Linked DNA regions of Mus musculus: all the other regions are linked to region 2. A link is a contact called in public Hi-C and HiCAR-type data. All regions are on one chromosome and are shown on one strand. Each heading gives the region's core, a stretch centred on a gene start, on an enhancer-like site or on the middle of the called end of the contact. The rest is flanking DNA. Distances are from core to core; before and after follow the strand shown.

Evidence for each region. A called contact is a pair of places that touch in the nucleus more often than the background predicts. HiCAR-type assays count read pairs that join an accessible place to other places.
Region 1: a HiCAR-type map of astrocytes shows a contact between it and region 2, with 5 times the contacts expected there. The contact joins the enhancer-like site here to the promoter of Fst in region 2. A contact is called at or near these places in 8 of 39 promoter capture datasets (cranial neural crest, frontonasal cranial neural crest, hippocampal neurons and 4 more), 1 of 484 Hi-C or Micro-C datasets (bone marrow-derived macrophages), 19 of 115 datasets of contacts at active chromatin or transcription factors (astrocytes, bone marrow-derived macrophages, craniofacial prominence and 14 more) and 4 of 9 other capture datasets (adipose tissue, embryonic stem cells, liver and 1 more).
Region 3: a contact with region 2 is called in a Hi-C map of the N1E-115 cell line, with 7 times the contacts expected there. The contact joins the enhancer-like site here to the promoter of Fst in region 2. A contact is called at or near these places in 1 of 39 promoter capture datasets (hippocampal neurons), 9 of 484 Hi-C or Micro-C datasets (the N1E-115 cell line, cerebellum, cortical neurons and 4 more) and 3 of 115 datasets of contacts at active chromatin or transcription factors (astrocytes, pancreatic cancer cells and stem cell-derived neural progenitor cells).

What each region holds. Positions count from the first base shown.
Region 1 is chr13:113,917,014-113,919,988 of GRCm38.p6, reverse strand. All of the region lies in intron 1 of Arl15 (ADP-ribosylation factor-like 15), which reads right to left. Among named protein-coding and RNA genes, the nearest start is that of Arl15, 120 kb to the right of the region's middle. Within about 2 kb of position 1,713, at least 56 of the 459 cell types and tissues checked have an H3K27ac peak or open chromatin away from gene starts, as enhancers often do. A contact at or near this core is called in astrocytes, embryonic basal ganglia, embryonic forebrain and 4 more, where this site is marked.
Region 2 is chr13:114,457,343-114,460,445 of GRCm38.p6, reverse strand. It overlaps Fst (follistatin), which reads left to right and starts at 1,495. Exons shown (of 6, transcript NM_001301373.1): 1 at 1,495-1,944. The coding sequence starts at 1,860. All of the region lies in intron 1 of Gm41074 (a long non-coding RNA gene), which reads right to left.
Region 3 is chr13:114,970,484-114,973,509 of GRCm38.p6, reverse strand. Itga1 (integrin alpha 1) reads left to right here. Exons shown (of 29, transcript NM_001033228.3): 24 at 2,918-3,026. Among named protein-coding and RNA genes, the nearest start is that of Itga2, 40 kb to the right of the region's middle. Within about 2 kb of position 1,604, at least 1 of the 459 cell types and tissues checked has an H3K27ac peak or open chromatin away from gene starts, as enhancers often do. A contact at or near this core is called in the N1E-115 cell line, where this site is marked.

The DNA.
Region 1 (2,975 bases), core at 464-2,963, 540 kb after region 2:
ACAGGAAAGTGTCCAAGTAAGAGAAACCCTTGGCTTTTACACTTCAACACCAGAAGTTCGCCAAGTCCCCCAAAGACCAGTTTTTGAAGTACAAGACCTACTTTCTCAGTACACTAGAGGTTCTTTTTACCCCAAGTTCATTTTCCTTCAGGTTTTAAGAGGTTTTTGCTGACTTCTGTTAGACAATTTTATGATCCATATTCTACATGGATTTATTAAACTCTAATCATATTTCCTCTCTTCTTTTTAAGTCTGAGGAGTCCTAATGATTCCAGGCTGCTGCCTATGGCTGCCCACCCTACTGTGGCATCACTGTCGCTCTTCCTTGGCTTTTACTTACATCCCACTATGCCATCTCCTACAAGATTAATGACCACAACAATCACCAGCCTCCTCTACACCACCATGTCACTCACTTTTTGGATTCACATGAAGACTGGGTCACACTGTCCGCAACTCTTCCTCATCCCTTAGGCTCCTCGTGACTAGACATATCTCTGCGTGAGTATATATATATATATGAATGACAGACAGCACTACACAGCTATGACTGGCTGCTTTGGTCTTTGTTTGGGGAAACAAGGCTCACTCAGCTCTTCCCATGTAGTTCCTCTGGACCAGCTTCTGGAGGGCACGGGGACTGGCCCCACTATGTGAACCAAATTACCATAAATCCTAAATACAACATGAAGTGTGCGAGGCTGCAGGATGGCTCAAGGAGTAAAGATGCTGGCCACCAAGACGAAGGACCTCAGTTCTTCCCCATGTGGTAGAAGTGAGGAGCTAACTCCCACGAGTTCCCTATCTTCTGGCCTCTACAGATGCTGTGCCACGCACACATACTAGATAGGTAGGCAGATAGATACATAGATAGACAGACAGACAGGCAGATTTTGCCCAAAGTTATGCAATTTCATCTCCATGCTCTCTTTAAAATCCAAAACACAGCAACTTTATACCCAAGCCCACCAAAATCTATGTCATCTTTTGATTCCTGTCGGTGAGCCTCAGACACTGACAGATGACAACTGAGCGATAACACTCTGCTCTCTTTCCTCTTCCATTCCTCCCCAGAGTGTCAGCTCTGTCCCATGGCTGAGTCACACAGCCTGTAATGTCACCCAGCATGACAGTGCCCTGGGCTCGCTCCACCACTGTCCAGAATTCCCCAGCTCTGTAGTCCCCACTGCTCCGATGGAGCCCAAACTAAATCTGAATGATAGAGAAAGCCTCCTCCCTCTTCCAAACTTAGACTAGGGGGAAACAGCACCGTAGAAGAGAAACACTGGACTCGTAGTACGTACAAAAATATATATATATATATATATATTTGAAACCTATCTCAGAAACCTAGGAATACATATGTATTGAAAACAAGTGGCATGGTTCACAGAGAAAGTGTTATATTTTGAGCCAGCTCCAGAGAACTTTTAAGTACGTGCCATTTCAGAGCTGGGAGGAATGTTCGTGCTTTGTAAATCGGCTCCCCAAACTGTACAGAGTTTTCATTTGTTTCTTGTTTTAAAACCTAATGAAGCTTTGGATCTTATAGTCAATTTACTTAAAATTACTCACTTTGGCCTCTAGACTATACTGTACCAAAGGTCACTGGGTTTGTCTCCTACAGCAGCCCTCGCATTGTTAAGAGTAAGCCCCTTTCATGGCTGTACAATGCGAGACACAATGCTGTCGGCAGTCCTGACAGCGAGCGGCAAACTCGGGCTTCATTCCCAGGCCAGACACTGCGGCATTGTGTGACTCTGCTCGAGCCCATAAACCTATCCGTGCTTCAGCTTCCCCATGATTAACCAGTAACATTTAACACTATCTGCCACTTCCTTTCTTCAGGAGGATGTTAGCAGGCATGAGTTCAATGCTTTATGCTCCTCAGAAAGGCGCCAGATGGACAAATAACTGCTCGCCGTGATGCTCATTTTCCTAAGGTATCTTGGCTGCCAGTTAGCTTCTCTGGGCAAGGGTCTGGCAGCCCAACACACAGCCCAGCTTGGAGCCCCTTCTATCAGCGCAGCGCAGCCCCTCATATTCCCAACCCCGCCCCAGCTCTCAATCCAGGTTCTGCACACAAAATCCAGGGCCCTGGGCAACAGGAAGCAAGGAACAGATCAGTGTGAATTGTAATCCCACTCTCACGGGTACCGCTGTCACCGTCTCCCATGCCTAGACTGTCGCAGCCTTTTTCCACGGGGTCAATTATTACTTGTTCCTTTTTGAAAAGAGGAAGGAGGTCATGTGTATTGAGAATAAATTATTTGAGAACAAATAAAAGGTTAAGGGTAAAAGCAGGGCTTTGGATAAAAGTCTGGTAGCCAGCCCGGCAGCCAGCCCTACAGTTAAGATCCTCAGGGTCTTAAGCTTTGCCCGTTTTTGTTGGGAACAGGGTTAGACAGTTGGCAGATGCAGCGATGCCGAGAACACAGTAGGTACTTGTTGGCTGTCTGCATAATGAACCAGCGCTGCAAAGTCCTCATTTGGCATGTAGCTATGGACTTCATTGGCCCTTGAGGACCCCAGCTATCCTCTGAACCACGCAGTAGTCCTTCAAACACTGCAAACACTTGACCATCTTACACTATGACCTTGGTCTTCCCTTCCCTATCTACTGGCTGAGCCTCTGTTTAAAGTACTGTTGGGAGGGCACGTCTTCAGCCTCCTCTTCATTCCTTTGTACTATATACACTGCCAGTGCTGCAGGTAAGACTCCTGTGTGTGTGTGTGTGTGTGTGTGTGTGTGTGTGTGTGTGTGTGTGTGTGCGCGCATACGTGTGTGTTTCCCCGATTGAATTTACCAGCCGACAGAAATATGCACTCGGACCCAAGGATAAATCTATTTTTGGTTTCATTGGTAGTTTTCTAAAAGTTAAACTTTTATAGATTCTGTAGGTGGCCAGGCATCCAAACAGCCAGAGAATTGTCCTGGCACCACATATTTCTGGATGAGAAGCTGGCTTGCTGAA
Region 2 (3,103 bases), core at 246-2,745:
TCACCCGTTTTTACCAGCCTGCTGCACCGAATGCGCGCGGTGCAGGTGCGGCGGCCGCGGGGCTTTGTGATTCATGCCCACTTTCAAAGGGGGGCTTGGGCCCGTCTGAGAGGCACCCAAACAACTGTCTTCTAATATTAGCACGGCTGTATTTCGGGATCTATTATAGTCTGTCCAGACAGATCCCATTGTAATGGGACCTTTTATTAAAAGATTAGCACTATCTCCTGCAGTTGGTGGAAAAAAATCTGTTATCACTGAGTTATTTGCAGTTGTGGAGGGGGTAGGAGGAGGGTGATGGAAGATGGGGGTGGGAGGATGAGAGGAGGACCGGGGGGGGGGGGCGCTAGGGCTGGGGCTAGAGAAGAAGGGCGAATTTGAAATCCGTAAGAGCAAATCCCAATGACCTGGGAATGTCCAAGAATTTTGTCTGTTTTGTTCGCTGTTTGTTGTCGTTCGGGCTTCAGAAGCGAAAAGAATAGAAATTTAAAAGGCAGCTTTGAAATAAACAATATAGCCTTTTCCGTGAAGTAATCGTTTTATATAAAAGGAAATATCGCCTCCTCAGTTTCATTCAGCCGTGCCAGAAAATGTTATAAATGAGAAGACCCGCCAACTTTCGGCGAAGAATGCCAGGCATTGCACTCAATAAACTGAGGCTGCAGAAGTTCATTATCATGGTGCAATCTTTTTTTTAAATAAGAGAGAGAGAGAGAGAGAGAGAGAGGAGTCGGGACAGAAACTGGGGCGTCTCGGAGCGGGGGAGGAGGGGGGCAGACCGCCTACGTCGGCGCCCCCGCTCGGGGCTGCGACTCCAGACGCGACGAAGTGAAAGGGGAGAAAAGAAAGGGAGAGGGCGAGACTGCCGGGGGCGGCCGGCTCCGAGGTGTTAAACATTTTTGTTTGCTTCTGACTTGTGGAGCCCGAGGGCCGCGTCTCCGCAGCGCTCGGCCCGGGTGGAAGGTGCCCGGGGGTCGGGGTTCTTAGCAACCTACTCCAGGCTGGGGGGGGAGGGGGCGCGGGAGGGAGTGGGAGGCGGGGGAGCTGGCAGGGTGGCCGCAAAGTAAGACACGTAAGAGACCTCGGGACACAAAACGTCTCCGGGACCCCGCGCCAAGGCTCTGCAGGGAGGCTCCTGAAACTGCTCCCCCGGGCATTGAAGCAGCTCAGGGATCCTGCGGCGGGTTGCAGAAGTCTCATCCCGGAGCCCTGGAGCAGAGGTGCTGGGGACCCATTCCCGGGGTCCTCCGGGGTCCCCGCGCTCCGCCGGCCGCCTCCTCCAGCGCCCTCACTCACACGCGCACACGCACACACGCGCGCACACACACACTCGCACGCCACCCCGGGCGCGCCGGCTCCGAGCGGCGGCGTGCAGGACTGAAGTGGATGTTCCTCCCCACCCCCGACGCGTCGCCCCCAGCCCCCGCCCCTGCCTCCTTCCCCCCTCCCCTCCCGCTCCTACGCAAATAAGAACTCGGCGATTCCCCTCCTGCCGCTTTGATTTCGGGCACCTCCGACAGATAATTGGGAAGGGTTTCCAGAAGGTGGGAAATGTCACCTGATTCACACTGAACTTTTAAAAGCTCCCCACCCCCAAAGAGCCGGCACACCCTCGGTCGCGGCCGCCCTCCCACAGCCCCACACACTGGGAGACCGCCCACCGCAAACCTCGGAGACCCCCGTCTAGATTTAAAGCGCGGCTGCGCCCGGCTTCTGACGTCCATTGAATCGCGCGGGCGGCCGGTGGCGAGCGCGGGGCTGCGCCGGGATCGCTGCGCCCTCCGCCGCTCGCCTCTGCGACGCGCGCCGCTCGCCCGAGCCACCCGCCGCCGCGCTCCTCGCCCCGCGCCTGCCCCAGGATGGTCTGCGCCAGGCACCAGCCCGGCGGGCTCTGCCTCCTGCTGCTGCTACTCTGCCAGTTCATGGAGGACCGCAGCGCCCAGGGTGAGTGGAAGGGATGCGCCCAGAGGCTCGGCTGGGGCAGGGGTTCTACTTTTCTGCTGTCTCCACTTGGTCTGTTCTGACCTACGCTGCTCTCGGAAGATGTTGGAACCACCCGGCTACTCCTGTAGAACGGAACGGGAGGGAAAGACTGAAGGCAGTGACACTTTAGGATAGAGAGCGGAGTTTAGAGCCAGGTTACCCTCAAAAAGGAAAGGGCTTGAGTGGAGGAGCTGGAGCCTCAGTAGTTAGGGGTAGATGCTCCAAGTTCTGGTCCTAATGACTTTAGATGTTATCTCCCCTGGCTGGCTCGGGAGAAGGGCGAGCATCCGTAGCCTGGAGATTACAGTCGACCTACTAGCAATCTATCCATCTTCCTTCCATATCTTTTGGAGACTCTTTAAAAAAAAAATGACGGGGTGGGGGATGGGAGATACCGAATTTTCTTGGGTGGCCGGGGGACGTGGTTTCAGAAACTTTGCCCAAACTTGGAAATGTGGGTACTGAAATTTTTAGAGGGAGGTAGTTTTACGCTTAGCGGATGCTCCTTCTGCCTCTTTCCCCCAAGCCCCGCGAAAAAGAAGAAAGACAAACCAAATTATTAGCCCGAAGTGTTTTAAGTACTTTACAGTTTTCTCCACTTTGCCTCATTCCTGTTAACTTCTGTGAACCAAGCAGCCCACAAGCTATTTAGACTCCGACCTGGATTAAAGAGCAAATTTCTGAAGTTTATCTTCTAAAATTAAAAATGAATTGATTTTATTACAATTAGTCTCCAGGCTGGATTTCTTTTTTAAAAATAGTGGTAACCCCGCAGCTTCACGACAATTACTCTCGAGTCACTTTGGTGATTCATGAGACGTCTGCTTGCCCAAAGTCCGAACACATTAAATAGGGACAGAGAAAGAAACTATTTGTAAAGAGGTTCTTGGGAGACATAAGGTAGGTATGTGTGACCCGGTAGACGCCTCCGGGTTCTAACCCTGCTGCGTTGCCTGTTGGAGCGGTAAGGTTTTGTGTGTCGTAAGCTGCCCTCCCCGGCACCGGTCCTAGCCGTCTGCCCGACACTAGGCTGGGCTACCAGCCTTGCTGATAGGGGCGCTGCCTGGGTGCCGGGACGTGGGCGCCAGAGAAAGCAGCCCTCGGAAATTTCGAAAGACCG
Region 3 (3,026 bases), core at 355-2,854, 510 kb before region 2:
GCTGTCACGGAGCTTCAGTCTGGGTAACCCTTATAGACTTGGTATTATTCAAGAAGAAAAGAGCATCCAATTCCAGTGGAGGGTTTATGTATATATGCCATCAAGTGATACAACACCCTTATCAATGAAGGCAGCCTTAAAGTTTGGGAGCGTTGTCAGCAACGAAGAATGAAGTTCTCTTACAAAATGGGAATGAATGCACGCTCTTGAGACGAATCTGAGTTCTTTGCTAGAATTACTGTGACCAGCTAGCTCCATTCTGGAAATTGACATGAACACAATCTCCCTGCTCAGTTCTGGAATATGATTTTATAATTCAGACTCTTTGTACCGTAGCAAACAAAAAGAGTGAAAAGGGAAAAAACTTCAGTGTTGTAGTTCTTCAGATATTGAAACTCACAGGCTCCGGCTTTGAGATAGGAGCTCCCTCTTACAAATAACGTTCACATGAATAATAGCACAGTGTATCTCCTGTAGCTTTGCTGTACTAAATTAACTGGAGACCTGCCATCAATGGTTGGGCAAGACAGACCCCCACTGTTAAAATTAACTCTAGAATAAATTACCTGGCTAAAAATAAAAACAACATATTTAGGTGAGTCCTAGTGACTTACTATCAGTAATTTTCCCTAAGAAATTACTAATGATTAAAAATTTTAATAACACTCTTATAAAGCACTTAAATTTTTAACTCTTAACACTATGAAATTACTTAAATAAACTGTCATTCATTTGGTAAAGACAATGTTATATATTCAATGGGAAGACAATATATTATAATATCTTGGCTACATTCGCTAGTTATCAGTTTTCCAAGCTTATTCGGTTTTCTATTGTTTTCCCTTTGATGCTTGGGAATAAAACAGAGATGATAATCTAATTCCTAGAGTTAAAAGCTAAGGTAAAACTGCAAACCAGATTAGCACAGCAAGTTTCACCCGGGTGACAGGTGCTGAAAGATATTTGTTATCTAGCTGTTAGAGGTCGTATTCTCAACTAACCAGTATGTCACTGAGAAACAACGTAATAGATTTAATGAACATATGGAGTTTTGGTTTTGTATATATAATATATAAATGTTATGACATAATATGTGTAAATAACAAAGATAAGTTTATGCAGTAAAATGCAACTAAAGTGGGTGGGTTGTAGAAGGCTTCCGTTTTCTGCTTGCTCTCAACATTTTCCGGTGTTTTTAGAAAGATCTCTTCTTAGTAAGAAAACCATGATGAATCAGAATAAATGATCCCAACTGAATGTCAGAAGAAGAGAGCATGCAACTGAATGGCTGTGCCAGGCAAGCCCTGGGTAGATTACAACTCCCATGGTTGCGGACCATGTTCATATGTAAGAGGCCAGGCGCAGACAGGAATCTCCACAGTCCCATGGCTGAAGGATGATGTAACCTTCAGTAACTGTGGAGGACCATTGCAGATCTAAGCAACTCTCCCCAGAGGACGCTTTATAGTTAGGCAGGCCTGGAATCTGTTGGTGATGATTAAAGAGTTCCCATACAGCTAAGTAAACATCACTAAGGAGCCATTAATGTGTAGGAGCTGGAGATCATGCTTGTATGCTGGTATCCAGGGGGTACACTGCATCTGGTGGTCCCGATTCAGGGACATCGATTGCCGATTCAGAGTTAGCGGGTAAAACACGCATAGAAACTGAGGTGGAAGTCACTCAGCTCATCAGACCGGGGCATCAGTAACCAGGGTACAGTATCGCTAGCTTGTGATACAGTGACAAAAGGAAGACAGTGGATGCCTATCTTACCAACCAGTGATGGCAGGCAGGTCCCCCGTGTAGCTGAGGCTAGAGATAGATGACTCAGGGCGTCTGGCATTGCAGTTAACTAGGTTAAAACAACCAAAACATGTGCTAAGTTTTTCTTGTGTGGATCAAGTAAATGATCTCTACCTCCAGAAACTCTGGATAGAGGCTTAGGAGACCCTTGGTGGGCAAGAGCTCTCGCTGTGCAGTCACGCGGCCCTGAGTTCCAATCTCAAGCACTTACGTTAAAAAAAAAGAAAGGAAGGAAGGAAGAAAAGAAGGAAGGAAAGAAGGAAGGAAGGAAGGAAGGAAGGAAGGAAGGAAGGAAGAAAGAAAGGAAAATCTAGTGTGTGCCTGTTACCCTAGCATTGGGGAGCAGAAACATATGGATCCTGAGAGTGTGCTGGCTAGCCTGCCCAACCTAAATGATGAAAGTCTAGATCAGTGAAAGATGATGTCTAAAAGAAATGGCACAGAGTGATAGAGGAAGACATCTGACCTCTCCTGACCTACACATGCATACACAGGGACAAACAGACTTACATTTTTATATACATGCAACACACACACACAGAGAGAAGGTGTGGCAAGAGATTAACAATAGTGTTAATTTTCAATACTGATTTCCCACTGATGATTTCACTGGACTGCTTAACCCAGGTTGATAATACACTGGGAAGTGTATTATCCTAGTGGGTATTCAGTGTGCTTGTTTAACCTGCCCATAAGAGAACAACGTAATAACTGACCTTACATGCCTTGGGTTTTCCATACAAACAGCTTAACTAACATATAGCTATAATGCTAAGTTATATACTTTTCATGCTTCTGACACAGAGCAGTGCATGCTTTATGAAAATGCTATGATAATCATTTGCTAGAAAGAGCAAATAGGCTGAAACTACCTATAAAATGAATGTCCAGTGTCAATCCTGAAAGCACCATTCAGATAGTACATGGTAGTATTTGCCCACGCAAACATGCCTATGTACTTACGTATGCATGTGAACATACACATACAAACACACATATACCACATGCACAAAAACATGCAAACAAGAAAAGAAGCCAAGTCCTATGTAAAATGGAGAGGACGCCTTGGAAATAGCCGAAAATGATTATATGTGTATTTGTTTTCCTACAGATTAGAAAAAGAGGGCATTTCCCAATGCCAGAACTTCGGCTGGCAATTTCATTTCCCAATCTGACGTCAGATGGCTATCCTGTACTGTACCCAACTGGATGGTCATCTT